Linked DNA regions of Mus musculus: regions 1, 2, 3, 4, 6 and 7 are each linked to region 5. Evidence: chromatin contacts called from public ChIA-PET, Hi-C, HiChIP or PLAC-seq and promoter capture Hi-C data. All regions are on one chromosome and are shown on one strand. Each heading gives the region's core, a stretch centred on a gene start, on an enhancer-like site or on the middle of the called end of the contact. The rest is flanking DNA. Distances are from core to core; before and after follow the strand shown.

Region 1 (3,737 bases), core at 91-2,590, 440 kb before region 5:
TTCTCTTAATATATATTTATACCCTTTTCTAGAGATTACAAATTATGAAGTCTTCCTAATTAATGGAACTTAAAAAGCAGAAGTCACAACAGAGGAATCTCAAATGGCCAAGAAGCACTCAAAGAAATGTTTCAAAGTCCTTAGTAATCAGGGAAATTCAAAGCAAAACAATTCAGAGATTCCACTTTACACCATTCAGAATGGCTAAGATCAAAAACACAGGTGACAGCACATGGTGATAAGGATGAGGAGAAATAGAAACACTCCTCCACTATTGGTGGGATTGCAAACTGGTACAACCACTCTAGAAAGCAATCTGGAAGTTCCTCAGAAAATTAGAAATAGATCTACCTGAAGACCCAGCTCTACTATTCTTGGGCATATACCCAAAAGATGCCCCACCATGCCACAAGAGCACGTGTTCCACTATGTTCATAGTGGCCTTATTTGTAATAGCCATAAGCTAAAAACAACCCAGATGTCCCTCAAACAAAGAATGGATACAGAAAATGTGGTTCATTTACACAACGGAATACTACTCAGCTATTAAGAATGAGGGCATCATGGATGGAACTAGAAAATATCCTGAATGAGGTAACCCAGACCCAAAAGGACATGCATGGTATGTACTTGCAAATAAGTGAATATTATCCAAAAAATACAGAATATGTAGGATACAACCCACCAATCTTAGTAAGTTTAACAAGCTGAAAGGCCCAAATGGGATGCTTCAATAACACTTAGAAGGGGGACGAAAATAATCACAGGAGGCAGAGGGAAGGAGAGACCTGGGTGGGAGAGGAAGGGGAGGGGAAGGGGGAATAGAATCAGATATGGGGTTGGGGGAAGAGAAGATCAGAGGGCCAGCAGAATTAATGGAAATATGCAGTCATCGTCGTCCCCCAGGAGTGTGGAGGTGGGGGAACCCTCTAGAAAGTACCAGAGCCCTGAGAGATGAGACTTTCAGGATTCAATGGGAGTGACCTTACATGAAATGCCCAACAGTTGAGAGAGGGAACTCAAGGAGTCCACTTCCAATAGATAGATGGGGCCTCAATAGATGGGGTTGCCAACCCACAGTCAAAGCTTCCTGTGTCCCACCTCCCCAGGCAAGGTAAAGGACACTGTCAGTAGGATAAAATGGCAACCAACAGATTAAGAAAAGATCTTTACCAACCCTACATCTGTTAGAGGTCTAATATCCAATATATACAAAGAACTCGAGAAGTTAGATTCCAGAGAATCAAATAACCCTGTTTTTAAAAATGGGAGTACAAAAGCTATACAAAGAATTCCCAACTGAGGAGTATCGAATGGCCGAAAAGCACTCAAAGAAATGTTCAACTCCTTAGTCATCAGGGAAATGCAAATCAAAACAACCCTGAGATTCCACCTCACACCAGTCAGAATGGCTAAGATCAAAAACTCAGGTGAAGAACTGCCAGACTGATTTCCAGAGTGGTTGTACCAGCTTGCAATCCCACCAACAATAGAGGAGTGTTCCTCTTTCTCCACATCCTTGCCGACATCTGCTGTCACCTGAGTTTTGCAATTTAATGAGGTGCCATTTGTTGATTCTTGATCTTAGAGCATACGCCATTGGTGTTCTGTTCAGGAAATTTTCCCCTGTGCCCATGTGTTTGAGACTCTTCCCCACTTTCTCTTCTATTAGTTTCTGTGATTCTGATTTTATGTGGAGGTCCTTGATACACTTGAACTTGAGCTTTGCACGAGGAGATAAGAATGGATCAATTTGCATTCTTCTACATGCTGACCTCCAGTTGAACAAGCACCATTTGTTGAAAATGCTGTCTTTTTTTCTGCTAGATTGGCTTTAGCACCTTTGTCAAAGATCAAGTGACCATAGGTGTGTAGGTTTAATTCTGGGTCCTCAATTCTGTTCCATTGATCTACCTTGCTGTCTCTGTACCAATACCATGCAGTTTTTATCACTATTGCTCTGTAGTACAGCTTGAGGTCAGGGATGGTGATTCTCCCAGAAGTTCTTTTATTGTTGAGAATAATTTTCCCTATCCTGGGTCTTTTGTTATTCCAAATGAATTTACAAATTGCTCTAACTCTATGAAGAACTGAGTTGGAATTTTGATGGGAACTGCATTAAATCTGTAGATTGCTTTCAGCAAGATGGCCACTTTAATTGTTTTAATCCTGCCAATCCATGAGCATGGGAGATCTTTCCATCTTCTAAGATTTTCTTCGAATTCTTTCTTCAGAGACTTGAAGTTCTTGTACAGAACTTTCACTTGCTTGGTTAGAGTCACACCAAGGTATTTTATATTATTTGTGACTATTGTGAAGGATATTGTTTCCCTAATTTCCTTTTCAGCCTGTTTATCCTTTCAGTAGAGGACGGCTATTGATTTGTTTGAGCTAATTTTATATCCAGCCACTTTGCTGAAGCTGTTTATCAGGTTTAGGAGTATATTTCAGTGGTGTCAGCAGTAATTACTTGTGAACTAATGAGGAAATAGGTTATGAAGACCCAAATGCAGTCTCTGTGACAGACCAGAATTAAGAAAAAAGACAAAAAGAAATAACAGAGGTTTGGGTGGTAACAGGGTTCTTTACAATCAATGGTTAGACCTAAGATTGTCCTCTTCTTTGATGCCTAAAGAAAGACTAACAGAAAACCTGTCAAAATGATGATGTGAGAAATCACACTGCAAACAAAGGAACACCTAAAGGACCTGAAAGTGTCCTTTCTAAATGGAAGGAAAAAACAAAAAAAACAAAACAAAACAAAACAAAACAAAACAAAACAAAACTGATGGAGCATAGTACAGCAGAACAAAGGGCAAAGGTCTCTTTACAACAATTTGTGGTACAATGCAGGCATGCATCTTAAAGGCAAATGGATGTTTTGATAGAAAATAACCAGACAAAACGGTTATCTATTGGCACCTGGTCAGATGTGAAAGCATATATTCTGAATAATGAAACATCATGATTGGCATACGTGTAAGATACTATGTACTGGTACTGCCTAAACAAGATGGCTAAGACCAATGTGGAGTCCTAGTACAAGCACCATTGAGTGTGGTGTAGATGCCTGTAATAATAGCACTCATTAGGCAGAGGCAGGAAGATCACCTTGAACGAGTAAAAGATTCTCACGGAAAGCACACATGGAGATCTAGTCACTAGTTGCTTCCAGAAAACAGAAGGATAGTGAGGAACCAGAGTGAAAGAAAACATTCACTGCCATTCTACTCTTAATCTTTTAAATTTGAACTGTTTGTATTTTGTCTACCAAAATAAACTTAAATGTATTTTCCTTAAACAAAACAAAACAAAAACAGACAAGGCAGGGCATTCTAAGAAACCATACAACCAGTAAATGGATATGCACACTGAAAAAGGTCAACACATGAAGGAAGACATTTCCATGCTAGCAGCCTTGATGTGTACATAAAAGCTGCTGACTACATTCACGATTCTTGGCCACGTTCACTTCATAGGTAAAAAGAGTGTCCTACTTCTTACATTCATGTCTGTATTTCTGAACCATCAACTATTCATCCCAGGAGTTAGTTTCCCATATCTTGTCTTGTATTAATCAAGGAAAACAGGCTTTACAAACATGAAAATGGTTTGAGGTTATAAATAAATACTATAGGAGCATAATCTAAGATTCACTGTGCTTCTATATGACCATGATTTAAGAATCACACTTACAGTGAGAGCTATGATAAGAAAGCCCCACCAGATCTCAGTGG
Region 2 (3,534 bases), core at 759-3,258, 290 kb after region 5:
AAGGTGAGCTTCTGACTCCGGATGCCTTCTAGTGTGTGCACTGGGTCCTGCAGAGGTTCTCCATCGCTCAGGCTGCCCTACTGACTCTGTGTGATGTACAACAGGAGGGGTAGCCTTCAGCAACACGCTATCTCTGTACACATGTCTGGACTGCTGCAGCAAGGACATGCCACTGAGGTGGTGGTGGGGAGGTGTTTGCCACGCAGCAGTGATGCCATTCAAATAGTTATCATTCAAGACAGAGCCATGCTGTGTGGCCCAGGCTGGCCAAGAACTCTTGATTCCCCCTGCTTCAGCCTTCTAAGTACTGAGACTGTCACACAAATCTATTTTACAAGATATGTTAATGGCTTATATACTACATCAAGGGGAAGCCAGGGAATGTGACATTAGTTTCAAACTCAACTTGGTCCTTATGCTTCCATAAAGTTTAATACCAAGTATTCAAGGGTCAGCATTATCTGAGAGGTGGTAAAGGATGACCAGAGATCCCCAAGTGACAGGGGACTGCTGGTGACATCAGGGAAGGGGAGGCAGTGTAATCAGCACACAAAACCCTGATTCAAGTTTTTAAAAGTGGCCTCAATAAAAACAGAATTTTGTTCAGCTTTCTGAGCTTCAGTTTATCTCTGAAATGAGGGGAACAAATGATCCTTGTCTCACATACTTTGTTGAGGGCAAAGGGACAGTGCCCACCACAGCATCTGGGCTTGGCACCTATCATGTTCATTACTTTCCAGGTTACGGCGAGCTGATGGAACACTTAAATACAAGAAGACCGCAGAATCAACACGGTCTACTGGCAATTTCACTGGAAATTTTTACAGCTGGAGGAGCTTCCTAGAAAGGGAACCCACTTTTAAGATCCTGTTTCAACTGATAAGCACTAAGAAATGCCTCAGTCCCAAAGCAACACTAAACTTCTCAGCAAGTCTGGCCCGACTTTGCAAGACCCACAGGGTGGATTGAATGTACGACCAGTGTTTATTATAAAGGAATGCTGCTCAAAGACACACAACTTGGGGTTTTAAATTGGCAACTTTAGGGAAGCATTGCTTGAGCCTCAAGAAAAGCCCTCAGTTCATTTCTCGATCAAAGAAAAATAGTACAGAGAAAACCATCTGCTTTTGTGCCTTAAAGGAAATTAAAAAAAAAAAAAAGCCCTGGTTTAGATCCGATTACAATGGAGAGGAGGGAGCACCCCCCACCCCCAATCACTTTCCCTTTACTTGCCAAGTCAAAACAAAAATGAAATGACTTTTTGAAGACTTTCAAAGCAACCAGAGCTGCTTAGCTGGGGGACCTTAAGAGGGTTAGACCAGGGTGACAATCGGAACTTGTCGGATCCACTTAGAAAACATATCAGGGAAGACAGTGTGAACAACAGAACCAGGCATCACTTTCTCTCTACCTGACAGCTAGTTTTGGGGTGGGATTTTAAAAATAAAATGCCAGCGTGCACATCCATTCCACCTGGGAGTGCAGGCTGTAGGACCAGGCGCATAACCAATGCTCTCCCTGGCTCACAAAGTGGTGATGTGACTTTCCCTAGAGATAGAGCTATAGTCACGAAATCTTTCCCCAGGACTTACATTGTGGAGCTGTAGCTCCTAGGATCTTAACCCCTCCCTCTTTCCCTCCATCCCTTTTTCTCTTCCTCCTTCCCTTCTCCCCATTTTCAGCCCCTTCCCTCTCTGTATGTATGTGTGCTGTTACAAGTCCTTCTATATGCACATATAGAGGCCACACGTCAAGGTCAGATGTCTTCCTCAATTCTCTTTACCTTAGTCTTTGAGACAGTCTCTCTCACTGAACCCGGACATCAATGATTTGGCTAGACTTGCTGACCAGCAGGCCTAAGACACCCTCCTGTTTCTTCCTCCCCAGGACTAAGATTACAGGCACGTGCAGCCATGAGTAGCTTTTTACACGGGTGCTGGGGCTCTGATCTCAGGCCCTCCTGTTTGTACATGACTGAGTCATCTCTCTGGTCTCTCTGTGTTCAGAGAGAAACTAATCTTAACTTGCAAAGCTGCCAGGAGAGTTTTCACTTTTCTGAAGAACTTCCACAGTGCTACTAACAAAGCCTTGAGTTTTCTGTGGAAAAATAAACAGAGAAAGATCCTGTTTGATGTTTGAGGACAGAGGTCCAGCTTTTCCTGTAATTGTCACATTGTGGAAAAGACCAGAATGCGGACTCGTTGGGGGTACACCGCAGGACTCTGAAGGAAAGGTTTCCCAATTGCCCTGCATGTAAATATTTTCACATTCTGGGATATGGGGCCCTCTCGGGTATACAAATAACTCCCACAATTTTGGTATGTTAAAACAAAACAAAACAAAACAAAACAAAACAACACCCTATATTGCTTCAGGGACCTCCTAACCTTCTCAGTTTCCCCCCAAGCATCTGTCTGGCAAATGCACACAGAGAACTTTCCCGCACAGGCCACTGGTAATCTTATGTTCTCCCTCTCATTTTTGGCTTCGGGTCATGCTGCTCTTGTGTCTGGACTGTAAAATACATCGCAAGATGCCCCGCCAAAAACAGCAAGTGTTACTGACAATGTCAGAGGCACCAGCATGCAAGGTGACGTGTTGTGTGGCTAGCGACACATTCTTTTCTTTGTTGGCTTGGTGCAATCAGTGATTCTGTGTCATAGCAAGGCTCTGATTGCTTCCGCATTGGGGTGGCCAGCTCTTGAGAGCTTTGTCCATATGGAAAAGGCAGGCTAGTGTTCCAATTCCAGACAGATGAGACTAGATCACACTGCAAAGCTTCCTGTGGAGAGGAGCCCAAACCTCCCTGGCAATCTCCACTCAAAGTCAACTACTTCTTCCCATTGTCCAAATGCTTCCTGACGGTAACACAAGCTTTCTTTTACTTGTTTATGAAATTCAAAATTACATGTTGACCAAATGAATTATACGTCTAGATAAATTACAGTGTAGAACTGTAGTCTGGTCTTACTGAAACAGAAAGACTATTTAAAAAGAAAGAGAAAGAGAAGGAGGAGGAGGAGGAGGAGGAGGAGGAGGAAGCGGGGGAAACTGTGTAAAAGGAATTAAGATTCAGTATTTTTCTTGCTGATGTAACATAATTATTACAATTATTCATGCTGAGGCCTGACTGACTGCTCTGGAATGTAAAGACAGGAGCATGGTTAGAAACTGAGGGAACTCCATGCTAGAAATATATATGTACCTCCGTACATATATATGATATGCCTGCTTACATGCATGGTTATGACATATGTTAGAAAGTGATGTGTTTTGGATCTGTGTTTCTATGGTTGCTTTAAAAGCCTTTGTTAGACACACCAGGTCCCAACCCAGAGTACTGGGGAAGTGAGGGCGGGTCTGTTATTTCAGGGAAATGAGCAGACCAGTTACAAACCTGTGGCTTCCCCATGCCCTAGTGTTTAAGAAAATACTGAACAAAGTTTCCATTCAATAAACAGCTTGCATCTCACCGAATGTGGTTACCTGTATCTTCCCGTGTTCCCGCAGTCCCTCCATCATTCTGTATCTCAG
Region 3 (3,723 bases), core at 784-3,283, 290 kb before region 5:
CAGCTCTAATGCTCACAAGCTATATGACCTACAGTAAGTCACCAGATTTCCCCCATATTGGTTTCCCATCTGCAAAATCAGAATGATGCCAACTTTGCATGGGTGGTAGAGAGGACTAAACCAAATATCAGATGTCCTCAGGTTACAACCTTGGAGATTCCCTGAAAAGTCTGATTTTTTTTCTACAATTTGTTGCACACTGTTGTGGGCACAGAGGTCCTTGTACTCACAGAGAAGCACCAAGAGAACCAGAAATGTCAACCACGCTGGGGTGTCTCCTCAAGGGACATTTGCTTCCCTGTCCTACACCTTCAGGGACTCCCACAACACCTTCTTGAGCTTCCATTTTTATTCCTGGTTAGATTAAAAATATAACAACAAAAAAGCAAGCAATTCATTGCAAATTCAGTTACTTGAATATATTTGTCAGTTCTGGTTTTGGTCTCCCCTGAGGCAGTATCTTCTCAAGGAGCCCTCTTCTGTGGCTGTTAAAGTACCACCAGCATAGGGGACAGATGACCCTTTTTATTTCCTGAAGTCTAATTCATCTGGGATCGTCTTTGGTCTGTAATAGGCTGGCATCTTCTAGAATATTCACATCCTTTACTAAACCTCTGGTCACAAGTCTACATCTACCCAAGTTCCTCTACCCAATCCTGCCCCTTCTTAGAGCCCCAGGTCCTCCTAGAGCTACAGCTAGGATAACCTCCCACCCTGAGTGTTCCCTGGTCTAGATTGGGTCCCCTGGAGGTTCTAGGAACCTTGAAGAAGAGGACCTTAGTGGGCAGCCTTTACTGTTTGAGGATGTGGTCTCCAAGGAGACTGTGAGATTCTGCTCTCTGTGTCCTGGCTCAGGACATGATGGCCCACTTTGACATGTTTTTGCAAGGCATGCCATTTTTACTGATGCCTCTGCATAATGTTTGCCTTGCACCTGTGGAAACGTGAGGTAAAATAAATGTCTTTACTTCATATGGAGCCCGTGATAAGGATTTTGTTATCCGGATGCAGCCAGTGAATATGGCTGCTTGTCTTTATAACATTTGAAAGTTGCCAGGTATAGTGGCTAGCACCTCTAATCCCAGCACTCGGAAGGCAGAGGCAGGTGTATCTCTGTGAGTTTGAGGCCAGCCTGGTCTACACTGAGATTTCAAGGACAGCTAGGGCTACATAGAAGAATTCTGTCTCGAAAAACTCAAAACAATAATAAAAAAAAATTTGAAATCCCCATTTTAAAATAATGCTAACAAAAGTGTCAGATATGGTGGGCGTTGCCTCTAATCCCCTAGAACTTGGGATGCTGATGCAAGAGTTCTTAAATTTTAGGCTCCATAGTAAAATCCTGCTTGGAATAAAAAACAAAACAAAACAAAACAACCTTGGATAAACTCATGCATTCCTTATACAAAGGCACAAAAGTAAAGCAGAAAAGTCTACTTTTGTCTCACAGCTACCAGAAGCAACCATTTTTACTAGAATTTTTTAAAAGTAGTTTATGCTTTTAAAAACATCTACTATTGAAGTTTACTATGGACTTGCATATGTATATATAACTTATATATGTATTTTTACATTCCGTGTAAAATGCTTTGAACTGCCTTAAAAAACAGAACCTAAGGCATTAGCATGTTGTACTGACCCGCTGTACATGGGCCAATTCCACTATACAGCTGGAGTCAGAGAAAATGGAAGCATTAGATTTCCAGAGCTGCTGGAAAAGAAAAGAAAAGGAAAGGAAAGAAAAGGAAAGGAAAGGAGAGGAGAGGAAAGGAAAGGGGAGAGGAAGAGAGGGCAAGGCAAGGCAAGGCAAGGCAAGGCAAAGACAAGACTGTGGTGTTCTGACTGAGACATGCTCTCCATGGGCTCATGTATTTAAACATTTGCTCCCCATTTGTTGGTACTGTATGGGGAGATTACAAACCCTTTAGGAGGTACAGCCTTGCTAGAGGAGAAAGTCACTGGGGCTGGACTTTGAGGGTTTATAGCCTTGCCCCTTCTGCTTGCTCGCTCTGCTTCCTGTGTGTGGTTAAGAGGTGACCACTCAGCTTCCTGTTTTGGCCCCATGCCTGCCTGTTGACATACCATCTCACCATTATGGACTCTCCTTTTGGAACTGTGAGCCAATTTCTTTCTTAAATTTGGTCACGGTATTTGGCCCAGCCACAAAAAAGTAACTAATACAGCCAGAGAAGTAACCGATGAAGTAACCAGAAGTCTGAAGTCAAAGGGCTAGGCTTCCTTACAGGCTTCTTGGGGAAGACCTTTACTTTTTTGCTTTCCTGGTAGTACCATTCTTGAGGCATCATGATGTATACTGTCTCCACTGTCACATAGTGTGTCTTTCCTGTCCACTTTGCCCCTTTCTTCCTCCTCCTTTCCCCTCCCCCTTGTGTGACTGTAGGTTCTCCTACTATGTGTGTCATGGGGAGTAAATTTACGTCATCAGACTTGATGGCAGGTGACCTACTGAGCCATCTTCTAGCCCCTTGAAATTATTTTTAAAAAGAGATTTGATTGCCGTATGGTGATGTACACCTTTAATCCCAGCACTCCAGTTGCAGAGGCAGGCAGAGTTCTGTGAATTGGAGGCCAGCCTGGTCTACATAGCTAATTCCATGGCAACCAAGGCTACATAGAAAGACCCTGTCCAAACAAACAAACAAACAAACAGTGATTTGAGCAGATCTCACGATGTCCTGTGACTCCTCTTCCTTTCTTGTATTATAAAGTATTTAAAAGCAGAAAACATCTTCAGTCTAATTGTCCCATGCAAGCTTTGGTATATCCTCATGGGGACATAGTCTCAAAGTTGTTTTGAGATTTTTCCAGATGATTGTTGCAAACTTAAAATGGAAGCATTTCGGTTTTAGGGACTTCCCCCCCCTTAGACACCGGGACCGACCAATGGGGGCTTACAGTTTCAGTGAGTCCATGACCATCATGGCAGGGAGCATGGCAGCAGGCAGGCAGATACTGTACTGTAGCTCCTTACTGGCTATAGGAGGTAGAGCTCACTAGGAATGTCATGGGATTTTGATACTTTAAAGTCCACCCCAAGAGACACACCTCACCAACAAGGCCATACCTCTTAATCCTTCCTAAATGGTTCACCAGCTAGGGACCAAGTAGTCAAATAGATGAGTCTATGGGGACCCTTAGTATTAGAAGAAGAGCTTTGAGGTAGAGAAGGACTCAGGTTTTTGAATTCCCTACTAAGGCCATTGATTGGGCCCTCCGATGTGTTAACTGGTTCCCTAGGCTTCAGGTAACCAAGCCTTCTACCTTTGGTTCCTCAGTCTACGTGGGCTAGCATTGGCAAACAAGACTAAATACTAAGATGGCATTTCAGGCTAGGAAAGCTGATGGCCTTCCTTTACAAGACTCTCTTTACAAGGCTGGGAAGGCATCTCAGTTGGTAGAGTGCTTGGCTTGCGAGCATGAGGACCAAGTTCAATCCCCAGCATCCACGTATTAAAGGCAGGCATAGCATCACACACTTGCAATCTCAACATGGGGAGACAGAGACGGGAAAACCATGAGAGACCTTGCCTCAAAAAAACAAGGTAAGCAGCTCCTGGGAAATGAGGCCTCCTCACACACACCGGCACACACATGTGTATCCCTCTGCCCAAATACACCTACACACAAATAAAATAACAACTCACTCCATCCTGCAGATGGTAAGGCTGAGTCTGCCTCGGGGAAATCTGATGAGAAACGGCT
Region 4 (3,594 bases), core at 471-2,970, 310 kb before region 5:
CCAACAAGGGACCTCAGATACAGAGGGACTCTGTCCTCACCTGAACACTGAGCCTAGGATTTCTGACTCAAATCAGTGACCTTTCTCTTCCCCTTGCTGCAGAGATGAAAGTACTTTTCTCTCTGTCTGTCTCTGTCTCTCTCTGTGATGTGTGCACATGCGTGTGTAGGAATGTGGGTGTGGGGGCAGAGGTTGGCCCTGAGTATCTTAGTACCTTCCTTGGCCACTCTTCTCTCTATTGATACAGACTCCTCACTGAACCTGGAGTTTGCCAGTTCTGGCTAGTCTAGCTAATAACCAGCTTGCCTGTGGACCCCCTGTTTCTGCCACCAAGTGCTGGGATTTCAAGAGACCATCACCCATGCCCCTGCTTTTACATGGGATCCTGGGATCTGAATTTTGGTCTTTGAGCTTGTGAAAAAAAAATATGCTTTATCCACTGGACCATCTCCCCAACCTCCAAAATCACGTCTCAGATTTGAAAGCCACGGTATCCCAATTAAGTCAAACGTCAATGCCGTAAATTCTTGTCAAGGACAGGGTACAAGCAAGCAAAGACTCAGATGTGGATATAAGACGTGTTCCTGCTGTTGCTGGCTTCCTTGCAGCTCTGGTTTTTTGGATCCAGGGCCTTGCACATATAAAGCAGATGTTCTACCATTGAGTTTTGCCCCGGCTCTTTGATCTCTTCCAACCAGCTGTATAAGTGAGTTTCTATGTCAGAGTTTAGCTAATCTGATTCAATGTCTGTTTCAAATTAAAAATAATCAAAAGTCTGGCTAAAGTCAGACTCCATTCTCCCAAACTGTTGCCTAGCTCCAGACACAGAGAGCCAAGTACAACCAGATGCCAGCTATCTGTGGACACAGATGCATGGCTGGTTCCTTCATTCAATCCACTCCAGCCCTTCCGACCTTCCACCTGCCCAGCCAGCCAGGGTGGATTTGTCTCGGACTCTCCAGGCCACCCTTGTGAGAGCTACTTGTCCTTATGCACTTAGGAATACACCTGTTTTCAGGCTGCCCTGGCTGACAGTGGGGTCTGGTCCTTTGGGTTTCCTCTTCTTCCCTTTCAGCCCGAGCCATTGTTGTCAGACACTGCAAGGATGTTGATCTCTCAACATAAAGCTATTACTATGTCTCCAAATGCAGCCCACTTGGAGACCATGCGTTTAGCTGCTGAGACCCCAGTGGTTCCTGCTTTTTCGTTTTTTCAGAACCAAGTCCCCTCTCAGCTTCCCTCATCCGTAGAGCTCTTCAGAAAGCCTTCTCCCTGTTGGTCTGCCTGTCACTGCCTGAATCATAGCACCAAGACTGCCGAACCCTGCAGAGAATATTTGGCACATGGTAAAACTGCCAGCAACAAAGCCCAGTTTTGGTTGCCGAATTAGAGGGTTTATAGTAAAATGTGAGACTGTACAAGAGGACAGGAGGATCTGGCTCCTCACATCAACAAAGGCAGGGAGGGAGGCCAAGGGCCCATGTAGAGGCCATATAGCAATCTGAGGTGAGGGAGCAGACCTGAGCCTTCCAGGTTCTTATCCTGGTGCTAGAGAAAACTAACTAACTTGCACTGAGGCCTCAGGCAAGCAGATCCATCCTCTTGTCCTCTCTTTCCCTATCTGTATATGGGGATGAACACTGCCCTGGGCTCTAGGGCTGGGACCAGCTAGGAACAGTATTTATAATATACTTCAGAAGTTCTTGACTTTCACGTAGCTGGATGTGGTAGTACAAAAGAGGAAACATGAGTTGCTGGCCAGTCTGAGATACAAAGTGAAACCATATCGAGAGAAAGAGAGAGAGAGAGAGGAAAACAAATTAACAAAAACAAAAAGTTCTGAGGAATAAATAAGTAAATAAAATAGAGAAAAAGAAAATAAAAATTGGTCATGGTTGATAGATTGATATAGAGACGAAAGAAAGAAAGAAAGAAAGAAAGGAAGGAAGAAAGAAAGAAAGAAAGAAAGAAAGAAAGAAAACAAAAAACAACCAGGAGACACAGATCCCTGGTTCTGATCACTTGTGCTGTCATGTGACCATCACCTGGGGCTGGAGGTTCGTGCCCAGATGGCTCTAGAAAGATTCACATAACATGTTTTTATGACTTACAAGGCAAGTGTCTACAGGTGGTATCTAAGTTGTGCCAATGGTTATAAAAAACAAAACAAAACAAAACACACTCTTAAAATCCTTAAGGCACAAGGCACCCAAGAGAATGTTCGTTTTGGAGCTTTCTTTCTTTGTTTTGTTTGTCTTTGTTTTTTGATTTGTTTTGTTTTGTCTTGTTTTTTTGAGACAGGGTCTCTATGTAGCTCTGGCTGTCCTGGAACTCATTATATAGACCAAGTTGACTTTGAATTCACAGAGATCCACTTGCCTCTGCCTCCCAAGAGCTGGGATCAAAAGTGTGCGCCACCATGCCCAGCTCGAGAATTTCTGTCTGCTTTCCTCTATGTCTGTCCCACCCATTTACCGTTAAATAGCTTTGCTTTGTAATTCTCACCCACCCCCACCGCGTCTCTCCCTTCATGTGGTCGGGATTTTTAAAACATTTAAAACAACAGGCCAGGGCTGTTTTACCTGTGTTTATTGAAAGGGATGTAAATACTCTGCTCTTGTTCTAAAACCGGATGCTGTGTTTTGCGGATGGTGAAGCCTTTTAGCAACAGAGTTTATTTTTGACCAACCTTTCCCAGTTCTTTTTTACAACAGAAAGCGGCAGAACCGCCTGCGAAGTCCCAGATCTTCAAGGAGAACAAAAGTCTTCCTTCGAGGGGCTGGAGAGAAGACTCAAGGTTAAGAGCACTTGTTCTTCCCAGAGAATTTGAATTCAGTTTCCAGCGTCACACCCCAGCTCACAACCATCCGTGATTCCAGTTCTAGGGAATCTGATGCCCTCTTCTGGCCTCGAGAGTCACTGCATGCACCTAGTTCACTGATATACAGAAAGGCAAAAGACACAAATGACTAAGATGATGATGATGATGGTGGTGGTGGTGATGATGATGAAGACAATGATGACTTTCATCATCATCATCATCACCATCACCATCATCACCATCATCACCACCATCATTATCTTCTTTGAGGTCAGGTTTTGAGATAAAACAGAATAGAATCCCTTACCAGCTGTCTCCAGCTCCCTTTCAAAAAAGGTCTTTAGTTCCCTCTCCTGGTACCTTGGGCCAGCTTCTTGGTTCTCCTCAATGTCTCCAAGTTGGTCTGTGAAGGTACCACCCCTAGACCTGGGCAACAGGAGCACTTGTCAGGCTTTTTGCTTCCCAGGGCCTGCTCTGCTCCTCCCACGGCCCCACCTTGACACCCTGGTTGAGATGTTCCTGGGCCAAGTGACTGTGCACCCCTGCTGGACCTGGAATTCTAGAAACTCCTCAATTTCCTGCCAAGACAGTCCCCGATTCACTAGCAGCCTTCGGGGGGCCTCTCCGACCATCTCTTTAGTCAAGGTCAGACTGCTTTGCTGCTGTGTTTGGCCTAGGTCCTGGAGTACCCAGGGCAGCTGTTTGTGTGTGGGTGTACATATAAGACAGAGCTGGGAGTGAAGACAGAATGAGAGAGGAGCACCTATAGGAAG
Region 5 (3,699 bases), core at 814-3,313:
GTGTGGTGGCTCAAGTCTCCAATCCCAGTACTGGGGAAGGCAAAGGCAGGCAGCTCTCTTATGAGTCTGAGGCCAGCCTGCTCTACAAAATAAGTTCCAGGACAGCCAGGTCTGTTACACAGAGAAGCCCAGTCTTGAAAAACAAAACAAAACAAAACAAACAAACAAGCAAGCAAATAAATAAATAAATAAAACCCAAGTAATGAACTGGAGCAATTTGTTCATAATGGAGAAGTTATGAATATAAGAAGTCATAATCAAAGAAATGGTACTTTGATGCACTTACCATAAAAAGAATAGAAATGGTTCTCTCTGGCTGGAGAGATGGCTCAGCAGTTAAGAGCACTGGCTACTTGCTCTTCGTGAGGCCCTGAGTTCAATTCCCAGCAACCACATGATGGCTCACAACCATCTGTAATGGGATCTGGCACCCTCTTCTGGTGTGTCTGAAGACAGTTATGGTGTACTCATATAAATGAAATAAATAAATCTTTTTTCTTTTTTTTTTAAATGGCTCTCTCAAAGCTTCTAACCTTGGAGAGGGATGGATGCCAGGGTCTCTACATGCTCAGGCTGGCCTCACACACATCATGTGACCTTAAGCTTCTGATCCTCCAGCTTCTACGTCCTGAGGAATGGGATCATGGGTCCATACCACTTTGATTTATGTGGTGCAAGGGATTATACCCAGAACTTGTACCCAAAAGCAAGCACCAACTGAGCTCCATCCCAAACCACTTCAAGCTTGTCGTTAAAAACAAAACAGGTAACACTCTGTCTAGTAAATGTAATAATAAACTGTAAATCATTAAGGACCAGGGATATCATGTATTCTTAATACTTGGTATAGTGCCTTTTACAGAAGTGGGGAATAAAAAAATTACAGAATGAAAGAATAAAAATATGCAGAAACTGACATTTTAGTTACTAATAAGGGTTATCTAATATGTAATAGTGGTAATTTAATGGATTGTTCTACATTCCATTTTCAGACCAATTCTTAAGAGTAAACTGGGAGAAGAAACAGCATTTTGAACACATCCACGTACTTGAGTCACACAATTTAATTATTTACTTTATTTTGCCCTCACACATGGAGGCTAAGCAAGTGAGCTTCCACTGAGCTATACTCCTAGCCCAGTTAGTTACATTTTAAACTTTCCAGTGATAAATAAAACAGCCTGATTATTCTAGGGATACATTGTCTCTACAAATGTGCCACTTTTTGCAACTCCAACCTGTAAAACATCAGTATTTTATTTTACCAATAACAAAATGGGCTACCTGCTGAACTCACCTTCTGACCAGACTTCTTTTCCATCTACAGAAACTCCAACCACGATGCCGGGGGCACCAACCTCATCCTAAGAGAAAAGAAAGACCCTGGTGGTTCAAAAGTAGACTGACTCCGCCCACTCTGCGGTCCCGCCCACCAGGAGGGCAATGGTTCTGCTCCGATTGCCCTGGCCGTCGGAGTGCACAGGACTCTAAAGGGGAAGGGGCGGGCCCCTCCGCGACCGGTGACCTCAGCTGCTACTTGAGCAGCCCTAAGAGCGTCAGCCCGCGGCCAGGCAGTCAGAAAAACGGAAGCCGCCGCCCTGACGCCCACTGGGCCCGCACCTTGATCCGGTGTAGCAGATCGCGGCTGCTCTCGATGGCTCTGGAGAAGCCCCTGGCTGCTGGCGGCGCAGGCGTGTGCGGGCTCCCCGGGCTCAGGGCCTGCTCGTGCGATAACTCGGTAGTGCCGGACGCCTCGGGGTCCGCGGGGGACTGAATGGGGACGGCGCCCCGCAGCCCGACCACCAGCTTCGCGCCGAGAGCCAGCCCCAGCCCGAGCCCCAGGCCGCCGGCCCAACCAAGGCCCAGCACAGGCAGGCCCGGTCGCCTGTGCGCCCCGCGCCGCCCTCCGTCCCAGGCTGGGCCTGCGGTGGCCGCAGCCCGAGCTGTCACGCTTGACAGGAGCCGGTACATGTTGCCTCCGCAGAGCCGGCTGCCTCCTAGCTTGCTCCGGCTTGGCCCGCGGCGGGCGGGACGAGGGGGCGGGGCTGAGGCGGGGCTTTACAGTACCTCTCAGTCAAGGCCGGGTGGGTGAGCGACGAGCGCATCGAGCGCCTGGTCCTCGTCTCCTTTCTAGCCTTCTGGCTACTAATCCTCTTTGGTTCCACCCCTCCTTTTCTTGCTTTCTTTTCCCTCCCTCTTTTTCATATCTTTCTTCCTTCTTTTATCTTCTCCTTTTCCTCTCTCTTCTCTCCCTTTAGCTCTAACCTCCCTCTCTTGTTTTCTTTTTCTCTCGCATCCCACATTCCTCCCTCTATCCTCTTTTCTCTTTCCCTCTCTTTATTTCTGATTCTCTCCTCTTTCTCCTTCCCACTTTAGTTTCTACCTGTCCCTCAAGCCTCTCTTTTCCTTTTCTCCTCCTCATCTCTCTCCTTTTCCATGCTTCTTCTCTCTCACAACACACATGATATCCTTAGACAAGTCTCCTGTCACAGCAACACCCTCTTGCCACCTTATGCCTATGTTAACAACACTCGCCCCTTTGTTTGACTGAGATGCACAGTGGTTAAAACACTTGCCATGCAAACACAAGGACTGGAATTCAAATCCCCAGTATCCGGGTGAAAATGCCCAGTGGGCATGGCGCCTACCTGTAACGGATTGAGAAACCCAGCCTCAATCCAAAGTTAGAAGCGCAATTATAGATGGTTTCCAACATAGTCTGGGACGTTCTCAGGCAAATGCTAATATGCATGTATATACATGCACACACACAAAAGTGGGAAAAAGCAAACCTGATGTGGGTTTTTTTCATTCTTTTAGGAGAATTTTATGTCTTGACTCGCCTTCCTGCCCAGTGACAATCATTCTAGCAAACATTAATCATCGTAACTGCTCTGGAGATTGGTTGTGTTGTCTGACATCAGTTCCATGAGGAAACTGGAGTAAAGGGAGGCTAAGGGATTTGTCTAAATCTACAGAGTTGTCAGGTGATGGCCCAGAAATGTACCTTCTCAGCCTTCCTCTCTTGTCAGAGGGTTTGAAGGGTTCTACGATCAGAGGCGTGGGCGGTGAATCAGCTTCCCAGTGGTGCGATGGATGCAGCTGCAGCTAGTATTATTACATGGCCAGGGTCCACTGGGCGCTACAGCTGCCCTTCCACACCCAGTCCTGTTCTCTGAAGCAAACTCTAGCCAGGCTACTCTCAGTTCTCTTCCTGAGTAGGAAACTCTTCCACAGTTTCTCACAGCTCAAGGCTGCGTTGCTAGAGTGACCCTATCTTTCTTCAAAATACCTGCCTGAGAAAGATCAGAGTTTCCAAACGCAGTTACTGTTTGTTCCAACCACCACTGGAAAACAGAGCTCCTGTCCCCCAGTCTGTGGCAGAGGGTAGGAGCCTCACGTCATAAGTGCCAAATAGCAAAATGGGTGGATTCATGTGGACCAAAACCCTTTCTGCTTCTTGTGACTGTCCACACTCCTGATCAGCTCAAGTTGTCACCGCTCGCTCTCTCCTCCTACCCCATCACCTCTGCCCACATCCCATGGAGCTCCGCTTCCTCTGCCCTGCGTAGCTATGGAGTACGGTCTGGTGTCCAGCTGCGTCTGGCTTTGTCACACACATCCGTCGGTCCTGTCCAAAATGTGGCCCCTGAGAAATAGATCCTTGTTTTCCAAGCAAGGTCTTCAGGCGTGCATTCA
Region 6 (3,794 bases), core at 270-2,769, 420 kb before region 5:
AATTTTTGTTTTTAATTTTTAATTATAACTTAAGATGATAAAGCAGGCCAGTGGTAATAAAAATAACCGAAATTTAAGCAGTTTTTAGACATGAATTAGTTCATATTTCATAATAGTTTGAAAAGATGCCTTGGGAACAAAGTATTCTAGTAATTTTAGTATTCTTTTCCTAACTCTTCATTTCTACATTCAGCTACTGTTTACAAAGATTAGAGTTGACTAGGTCAGATATCAGTGAATTATTTGTTTAGTATTTTTAATCTATTACCTTTATATGTCTACTTACACAAAACTCCTAATTTTAATTTGTGCTTCTTTTCAACTGCAATAATATACCACATGTAATACCATTTGGTAGGAAAGGGAACAGGATGGGAAGGGAGAAACAGTACTTAACAAACAAGAAACTGAAACTTAGTTTCTATATGAAAATCCTGGGAAGATCTTCACTTTTATTGAAATCTTCATTTATCTGTTTCATGCTAATTGGATTGTCTCAAGGAGCGGGGGCCTGTGCCGCCAGACCACAACTTTTTTTTTTTTTTTTTTTTTTTTTTTTTTTTTTTTTTGGTTTTTCGAGACAGGGTTTCTCTGTGTAGCCCTGGCTGTCCTGGAACTCACTCTGTAGACCAGGCTGGCCTTGAACTCAGAAATCCGCCTGCCTCTGCCTCCCGAGTGCTGGGATTAAAGGCGTGCGCCACTATGCCCAGCCAGACCACAACTTTCACAGTATATGTTTTCTCTTTGGAGGCTCTGCTTATTTCAGAATTAAGAAGAGCTGCCTACAAGGATACCAATCTTCAGAGGGAAAGGAATTTAGCCTCTGTCATGTGGCTTCAGTCCTCTGTGATGATCAAAGGACATAGTACAGACTTGGTGCAACCTTTCTCCTGTTTTAAAGGTAGCTATCAAAATCTTTTCCACCCCAGTACTAGAGATGACCCCAGGACTATCCACATACTTGGCAAGGACATTGCCTAAAACAAGTCTGCATAAAACAAGGAGGAAAATAGAAAGATCTGAGAGGGGTCTCTGTAGTCTCCAAGGAGATTTACAAATTAGTGACATGTAGCAGGAAGTGACAAGTGTTCCAGAAGCTAGAAGTTAGTAGAGATTACTCCCCGTAGCTGGAGTTAGGAGAAGGAAATTTTCATGATAACTCATAAGGAAGGAAAGGGCAGGGCAAGACTCTCAGTAAAGGAAAATAAAGACAAAAACTGTAAGCAAGGACAGGAGAGATGGTGCAGTTGGTTAAACACTTATTACATACTCTAAGGACCTGAGTGTGATCCCCTATACCCATGCAAAAGGCTAGGGTGTGTGTGTAGCCCCAGACTTGGGGAGGCAGAGAGAGAAGGATCCCTTGAGCCAGCCTTAACCTAAATTACAAGTCCCAGCAAGAGAGCCTGTCTCAAAAACACAAGGTACCAGAGCAATGCTATCCAAACAATTATGAACTCCATACACATGTGCACGCACATGAACATATATGGGCAAAACCAAATGTAAGCCTCAGAATATCTTATAACACAAACCATAAAGGGGTGAGGAGGGCTTCACAGTTGAGTGTGGTGGCTTACAGCTGTAACTCCAGCATTTGGGAGGCTAAATCCTAGGCTCCTATAGAGTAAGGTCAAGACCAGCCTGAAATTTTAGCAAAACTTTGTCTTAAATTAAAAAATTAAAAAAAAAAAACGGACTGGGATATAATTTAGTAGTGTTTGCTGAGCATGTCCGGGGCGCTGGGTTTGATTCCTACTACTTGGGGGTAGAAGTGTAGGAAAAGCTGAAGTAAAAATGCTTAATAATCAAATATACACACAGCTTAATAATCAAATATATAAACTTTTTTTCCTTTGAACCCTATCAACCAGTCTAGCAATCAGAAACTGATGTACAAAGAAATTCATAAAACTACACCGGGAAATTATACAATTCCCCAACTCAGAGAAATCTGTTTCTCTGTATTAGTTAAGGTATAATAGAAATACTAATTTTAACCAAAGCTTCATGATCTCACAACAGTCATCAGCTCCTTTGGGGTATTTATATGGCAGTGTAATTTTGCAGGGTGGTTCCCTGGCATTCTGTTCTCAAGCCCACAAATGTAGCACTAATGTGACCCGTGCAGCTGCAGCTTCCTTCCTGCATTTCAGAAGCTCTGGGTAGCCACACACTTACAGCTCTGTTTAACCGCACACAAAAGACTGGCAATTGGCCAAGAAGCTTCTGCCACTCCTGGGTATATGCTAATATTTCCTAAATCAACTTGTCCATGAAATTATGTCTACTACCTTAGTACACTATAGCAATGTAAAGGAAATTAAATTCCAATGTCTAGTTAACAAAACTGCAAAGCCACTAAAATATCTAACAGATGTTCTTATAGCACCCTATGAAAATAATTTAATTCCATTAAGCTGATCCTTAAGATTTCCTCAAAGACTTACCATTCCCTTAGAATTTTACCAACAGCAAGAAGAGCAACAATGATTTGTTATAGTATACAGATTTAACTGTATTTACAAAGCTTCCTTTTGAACATCCTCTGCACACTAACTGATATCAAGAATGAATGCTGTCAGCACCTGCACCACACAGAATGGCATGACTTATGACTATGATAGGGAGATAAAGACATTCAAGAATGACCTGAATTTCTGCTGTCTCTAAAGCAAAAGTAGTTATAAACACAGAACACCTGATTCTATAAAACAAGAAGCTGTACCATTCTTGGATTAATGGGGCAGGGATTAATGGAGGGCTAGGATGTGAGTCCGGGTAGAGGTTTATTTAAGGCCAGGGTTCAAGCAACAGCAGCCAACTGAGCTAATGCTTAGCTGTTATGAAAAGGAGTACTCGGGCTGGAGAGATAGCTCAGCCGTTAAGAGCACTGAATGCTCTTTCAGAGGTTCTGAGTTCAATTCCCAGCAACCACATGGTGGCTTACAACCATCTGTAATGAGATCTGATGCCCTCTTCTGGTGTGTCTGAAGACAGCTACAGTATACTTAACATATAATAAATAAATCAAAAGAAGAGAAAAGAAAAGAAAAGAAAAGAAAAGAAAAAGAAAAGAGAAGAAAAGAAAAGAAGTACTCCACATCAGCAAGCAACAGTAGTGAGCACTGCCCTGTGTGTGAACATCTCAGAAAATACTAATTTTTACAAAAATCTTCATCTGCCTCTAAGTTTCTCTCCCTTCTATCTTTTCCAGGTCTGACCACTAAACGAGTAGGTGTTTGAATGACTTAAACCTTTTACAGATTTATTCAATAGTTAAATGCCAACTATGCTAAACCTGTAAAACATTAAAAGACCTGAAAAAGCACTGGTTTAATTTTCTTCCCTTGGCTGGACATCTTCCCACAGACAGTGTGAGAAAGGACTAGCACGCCCTTCAACAGAAAGTGTGGTTCTCAGGGATGCCTGGAAACAGGCAAGGCAACACATGCACAGTGCTCAGGAGGCTGAGGTAGGAGCCAGCCTAGACCAAACAGCAAACTCTGTCTCAAACCACTTACCAAAAGCAAATCAACAAACAGGGATATTTGTACTTTAAATGCCCATTCCTGCTCAGTATTGCCCTCATGTAAAATTCAAGGACTGTTGAGCAAATACATAACTCTAAAGGATCTTCTAAACACCCCCCTCAATGTCAGCAGCCCTTAGAATTGAAAGTAAAGGTGAAAAATTATTCATCATAATTTATGATGAGAAAGAAATCTGCTTCACTCAAAAGTTAAAACTATAAACATCTCTGCATATACTACATGGGTAACAAATTGTTGAAC
Region 7 (3,767 bases), core at 952-3,451, 480 kb before region 5:
TAATAGCACTTGGTGCTTCTTTAGAGAGCCTGCCTTTGGTTCCAAGCATGTACCCCATGTGGTTCACAACCATCTCTACTCTGATTCCAGGGCATTCAACACGCTCCTCTAGTCTCCATGGGCACCAGGCATACGTGCAGGCACTCAAACATGTACATAAAATGAAAATAAATAATATTTTTAAATAAATAAATATAAGAAAAAAACAATGATATTCCTCCAATGATACTACTTCTTCTAACCAGGTCTGACTTCTTAGTAACCATTCAGCTGTGGACGAATCCATTGATGAAATTAGCATCCTCTCAGTAGCACTATTAGTTTGGATCCATAGCTTCAACACATAAGCTTTTAGGACCGTTTTATGTCCAAATCATAGCCACCATATAGGGACTTCTGTTCTAGATATACGTATGGAGATCTCCAACAGGTCATTGGGAATTTGTATCTAGGACTCCAAAGGGATTCGGTATGCGTATCTAGGTTAGGATACTGATTACACAGTGGTAATAGGTAATAGGTTTAGTCATTGATTTAAGAATCCCAGAAAACATGTAGAGTGAAGAACAGAGTAGAATTCTAGGGAATGTTAGCACGGAAGATTTTGAATAGAATATTAGCAAGGATAATGAAGAGTCTCCAGGGACCTGGGAGAGCTCAGGCCATATTTTCAGACAATTATGTGTCATGATTATTATGGCCAGAATCTGAGAGGCCACTGCAGCAACCAGACAGGAGTCAACTCAAGGTTTTGAGGGGAAGTTTTAGGGCAGCTGTACAAATTGAGGTCAGATGTCGGATGCCATGCCTAATGGACCTGGAGGTTATTGAGCAACAAGGGTAAAGAGAGAGGTGGGGTAGAAATTTGAGCTAAAACAGGTTGAATGTCATTCTTTTTAAGAACACAAGAAACTTGAAGGCCTTGTTGAACATGTGTCAGTCCTTTTAATATGAGAGTATTGAAAAACCCTCTTGCCTTGACTTACTGACTTTAGTTTTAATTTTCTATATAAATAAAAAGACTAACATTTCATACAGGAATAGCCTCAGACTTGTTACTTAAAATTTAGTGTATTTTGCTGGAATAGCAGGTTTTTGCACCATGTTGTGTACATGATTGTCATTCTTTTGTGTGTGTGTGTGTGTATTAAAACACTTTTTTTAATTAGATATTTTCTTCATTTACATTTCAAATGCTATCCCCAAAGCCCCCTATACCATCCCCCTGCCCTGCTCCCCAACCCACCCACTCCTGCTTCCTGGCCCTGGCATTCCCCTGTACTGGGGCATATGATCTTCGCAAGACCAAGGGCCTCTCCTTCCACTGATGCCTGACTAGGCCATCCTCTGCTACATATATAACTAGAGATATATCTCTGGGGGGTACTGGTTAGTTCATATTGTTGTTCCTCATATAGGCTTGCAGACCCCTTTAGCTCCTTGGGTATTTTCTCTAGCTCCTTCATTAGGGGCCCTGTGTTCCATCCAATAGATGACTGTGAGTATCCACTTATGTATTTGCCAGGCACTGGCATAGCCTCACAAGAGACAGCTATATCAGGGTCCTGCATGATTGTCATTCTAAGGCAAGAAGTTAATGGTTTCTTACAGAACACAAACTTCAGGGTGCCATCTATAACACTTCCTCTTGCTATTCTTCCAGACCGATTGATAGGCTTGCCTGAGGGACGTGCTCGTAATCATAATCGACCCCAACAAATCCCTGTCCTGGCTGGAGTGGTCATTGAAGATGTGGCTGTTGGAGCTGAACACACACTTGCTTTGGCATCAACTGGAGATGTTTATGCCTGGGGTAGCAATTCAGAAGGGCAGGTAAATGGCATATTTGCTGCTCTTGCATACTCTAGAAATCTGACGGTGTTGTTTATTTGTAAGAGTGTCTTTGTATTTTAAAATATTAGTGTTCAGAGAATCCTTTGCTTGTGCAAGAAATCTTGTCATCCCCTGTAGTCACAGGAGTAAGGGCAGGAATGAAAATGAAGAGAATGTAAAAAGACTTCAGGTCTGTGTCCTTAGTCCTTCTGTCTATCTGTATATGGAAGAGAGACGTTGGTAGGAGATGTCTGAGAGACTGATGCTTCTACAGTGGTTTTCAGCCCACAAGCAGAGCCATCCTCACTTCCTCCCATAATCTCAGATCAGAGACCCTCTTATTCAAAGTTGTTTTAGTGAGCATTTACATTCTCCTCATACCTGCATTAGCAGATCAGGAAGTTGTGGTTGCAGTAATCTTGATGAAAGGAGAACCAATGGTGAGGAGCCTTTGGGGAATTCCCTGGTTAGGTTTTGACAAAATCTTCCTTGATGTTGAACACTTAACTGCTGCTGCTAAGAGCAGAGAATTGGAGCCATGTATATTTTATATCTGTGTACCCAGAAACCAGTGTGTCTTAAGTAAGAGTTCTGGAGAGCCTTCTTTTTTCACTTAACAAGAACTCCTACCCTTTCCAAGATACCTCTTCCAAGAATTCAAGAGTGTGACCAGTTGTTAAGACTAATGCTTTTAGGGGACAGTCTAAACTTATAAGGACTACTACTGTGATAGAGAAATCAGAATTTATTCATTCGTTTGTTTGTTTGTTTGTTTGTTTTTGTTTTTCCAGACAGGGTTTCTCTGTGTAGCCCTGGCTGTCCTGGAACTCACTCTGTAGACCAGGCTGGCCTGGAACTCAGAAATCCACCTGCCTCTGCCACCCAAGTGCTGGGATTAAAGGCATGCGCCACCACACCCGGCTGAATTTATTCGTTATTGAAGTTGATGCATGACTCAGATGTTAATAGATTTCATTGGCCTGCCTTCTGCTTCTTCAATCTCTGTGCATTTGCTTTTTTATTCTTAGCTTGGCCTAGGCCACACCAACCACGTTCGAGAACCAACCCTGGTAACAGTTCTGCAAGGGAAAAACATCCGCCAGATTTCAGCGGGCCGTTGCCACAGTGCTGCATGGACAGCCCCACCAGTCCCACCAAGAGCACCAGGTGAGACGGACCATTTGTGCTCTTCCAGCTGCTCTTCTACTTTCAGTCGTGTCGTGATGCTCTATCTGCTTGCAGTTCTCACTGCATCCAACATGTCTAAAATGCATCAAGGCTTGGAGTATTCTTTTTGCTACAAGCACCATAAATATTTCATATCATGCATTTCTTCTGCAGACTTCAGTATATAGCCAAACTTCATGCCCTCTCTTTCTCTCAGTCCTCAAAGAAATCAGCATGTTTTTTAGGCAAACAAGAATTAATTAAATTAGAGCTTCTACTAAGTATACATACACTTATATAGGTAAGTATAAATATACCTGTATCGATAAAAAGGTAGCAAATAGAACTGGCCATCCTGATCCAACTTTAATCCCAGCACTTGGAAGGCAGAGGCAAAGGGATCTATGTGAATTCCAGCCCAGCCTCATCTACATAGAAAGTTGTAGGTCAGCTAGGGCTGGTAGGAAAACCCTTTCTCAAAACACACCAATAAAAAGATGGCAGTTGCTTTGCAAGACTTACTATCACAAAGGAACTGAGGAGAGCTGGGTGGAGGTGCTTCACATCGTTAATCCCAGCACTCAGGAAGCAGTCTAGGACAGCCAAGCCTACAGAGCAAATTCCAGGACAGCCATGGCCTCATAGGAAAACCCTGTGTTGAAAAACTAACGAAATAAAATAAAAGCTCTGAGGTGTTATATTTGTCACTCCAGTAGCCATTAGCAAAAAGATGTTTATTCAGTGACTCAATACAAGTCTAGTTACTG

What was found. Promoter capture Hi-C pulls out the DNA fragments that hold promoters and counts their contacts. A called contact is a pair of places that touch in the nucleus more often than the background predicts. ChIA-PET counts read pairs in DNA pulled down with a chosen protein or histone mark. HiChIP or PLAC-seq counts read pairs in DNA pulled down with a chosen protein or histone mark.
Region 1: a promoter capture Hi-C map of trophoblast stem cells shows a contact between it and region 5, with 3 times the contacts expected there. The contact joins the enhancer-like site here to the promoter of Lactb in region 5. A contact is called at or near these places in 11 of 39 promoter capture datasets (cranial neural crest, embryonic stem cells, erythroid cells and 7 more), 1 of 484 Hi-C or Micro-C datasets (embryonic stem cells) and 2 of 115 datasets of contacts at active chromatin or transcription factors (bone marrow-derived macrophages and stem cell-derived neural progenitor cells).
Region 2: a contact with region 5 is called in a promoter capture Hi-C map of trophoblast stem cells, with 5 times the contacts expected there. The contact joins the enhancer-like site here to the promoter of Lactb in region 5. A contact is called at or near these places in 8 of 39 promoter capture datasets (the 3T3-L1 cell line, frontonasal cranial neural crest, hippocampal neurons and 4 more) and 1 of 115 datasets of contacts at active chromatin or transcription factors (craniofacial prominence).
Region 3: a contact with region 5 is called in an RNA polymerase II ChIA-PET map of memory CD8 T cells, with 65 read pairs. The contact joins the enhancer-like site here to the promoter of Lactb in region 5. A contact is called at or near these places in 7 of 39 promoter capture datasets (the C10 cell line, embryonic stem cells, fetal liver and 4 more), 1 of 15 datasets of contacts at CTCF or cohesin (large pre-B cells), 3 of 484 Hi-C or Micro-C datasets (B cells, cerebellum and uterus), 6 of 115 datasets of contacts at active chromatin or transcription factors (bone marrow-derived macrophages, fetal liver, forebrain and 3 more) and 1 of 9 other capture datasets (adipose tissue).
Region 4: a contact with region 5 is called in an H3K4me3 HiChIP or PLAC-seq map of the SCID.adh cell line, with 4 times the contacts expected there. The contact joins the enhancer-like site here to the promoter of Lactb in region 5. A contact is called at or near these places in 18 of 39 promoter capture datasets (the 3T3-L1 cell line, 3T3-L1-derived adipocytes, the C10 cell line and 12 more), 15 of 484 Hi-C or Micro-C datasets (the AML12 cell line, the AtT-20 cell line, B cells and 8 more), 7 of 115 datasets of contacts at active chromatin or transcription factors (the SCID.adh cell line, bone marrow-derived macrophages, embryonic forebrain and 3 more) and 2 of 9 other capture datasets (adipose tissue and liver).
Region 6: a contact with region 5 is called in an H3K4me3 HiChIP or PLAC-seq map of bone marrow-derived macrophages, with 4 times the contacts expected there. The contact joins the enhancer-like site here to the promoter of Lactb in region 5. A contact is called at or near these places in 13 of 39 promoter capture datasets (3T3-L1-derived adipocytes, the C10 cell line, the HPC-7 cell line and 6 more), 2 of 484 Hi-C or Micro-C datasets (bone marrow-derived macrophages and embryonic stem cells), 7 of 115 datasets of contacts at active chromatin or transcription factors (the 230-238 cell line, acute myeloid leukemia, bone marrow-derived macrophages and 4 more) and 2 of 9 other capture datasets (adipose tissue and macrophages).
Region 7: a Hi-C map of B cells shows a contact between it and region 5, with 16 read pairs. The contact joins the enhancer-like site here to the promoter of Lactb in region 5. A contact is called at or near these places in 13 of 39 promoter capture datasets (the 3T3-L1 cell line, 3T3-L1-derived adipocytes, the HPC-7 cell line and 7 more), 4 of 484 Hi-C or Micro-C datasets (B cells, the G1E-ER4 cell line and cerebral cortex), 10 of 115 datasets of contacts at active chromatin or transcription factors (the SCID.adh cell line, bone marrow-derived macrophages, differentiating embryonic stem cells and 7 more) and 1 of 9 other capture datasets (adipose tissue).

The regions. Positions count from the first base shown.
Region 1 is chr9:66,533,286-66,537,022 of GRCm38.p6, forward strand. All of the region lies in intron 8 of Usp3 (ubiquitin specific peptidase 3), which reads right to left. Among named protein-coding and RNA genes, the nearest start is that of Fbxl22, 21 kb to the left of the region's middle. Within about 2 kb of position 1,341, at least 3 of the 459 cell types and tissues checked have an H3K27ac peak or open chromatin away from gene starts, as enhancers often do. A contact at or near this core is called in trophoblast stem cells, where this site is marked.
Region 2 is chr9:67,268,328-67,271,861 of GRCm38.p6, forward strand. The region is part of intron 44 of Tln2 (talin 2); the gene reads right to left. Among named protein-coding and RNA genes, the nearest start is that of Mir190a, 33 kb to the left of the region's middle. Within about 2 kb of position 2,009, at least 26 of the 459 cell types and tissues checked have an H3K27ac peak or open chromatin away from gene starts, as enhancers often do. A contact at or near this core is called in trophoblast stem cells, where this site is marked.
Region 3 is chr9:66,680,953-66,684,675 of GRCm38.p6, forward strand. No RefSeq gene overlaps it. Among named protein-coding and RNA genes, the nearest start is that of Car12, 31 kb to the right of the region's middle. Within about 2 kb of position 2,034, at least 71 of the 459 cell types and tissues checked have an H3K27ac peak or open chromatin away from gene starts, as enhancers often do. A contact at or near this core is called in B cells, bone marrow-derived macrophages, hematopoietic stem and progenitor cells and 1 more, where this site is marked.
Region 4 is chr9:66,661,886-66,665,479 of GRCm38.p6, forward strand. No RefSeq gene overlaps it. Among named protein-coding and RNA genes, the nearest start is that of Car12, 50 kb to the right of the region's middle. Within about 2 kb of position 1,721, at least 15 of the 459 cell types and tissues checked have an H3K27ac peak or open chromatin away from gene starts, as enhancers often do. A contact at or near this core is called in the SCID.adh cell line, where this site is marked.
Region 5 is chr9:66,973,421-66,977,119 of GRCm38.p6, forward strand. It overlaps Lactb (lactamase, beta), which reads right to left and starts at 2,064. Exons shown (of 6, transcript NM_030717.1): 1 at 1,621-2,064; 2 at 1,298-1,364. The coding sequence starts at 1,971.
Region 6 is chr9:66,558,317-66,562,110 of GRCm38.p6, forward strand. The region is part of intron 3 of Usp3 (ubiquitin specific peptidase 3); the gene reads right to left. Among named protein-coding and RNA genes, the nearest start is that of Usp3, 33 kb to the right of the region's middle. Within about 2 kb of position 1,520, at least 71 of the 459 cell types and tissues checked have an H3K27ac peak or open chromatin away from gene starts, as enhancers often do. A contact at or near this core is called in the HPC-7 cell line, adipose tissue, bone marrow-derived macrophages and 4 more, where this site is marked.
Region 7 is chr9:66,490,295-66,494,061 of GRCm38.p6, forward strand. Herc1 (HECT and RLD domain containing E3 ubiquitin protein ligase family member 1) reads left to right here. Exons shown (of 78, transcript NM_145617.3): 69 at 1,664-1,833; 70 at 2,862-3,000. Among named protein-coding and RNA genes, the nearest start is that of Fbxl22, 22 kb to the right of the region's middle. Within about 2 kb of position 2,202, at least 28 of the 459 cell types and tissues checked have an H3K27ac peak or open chromatin away from gene starts, as enhancers often do. A contact at or near this core is called in B cells and memory CD8 T cells, where this site is marked.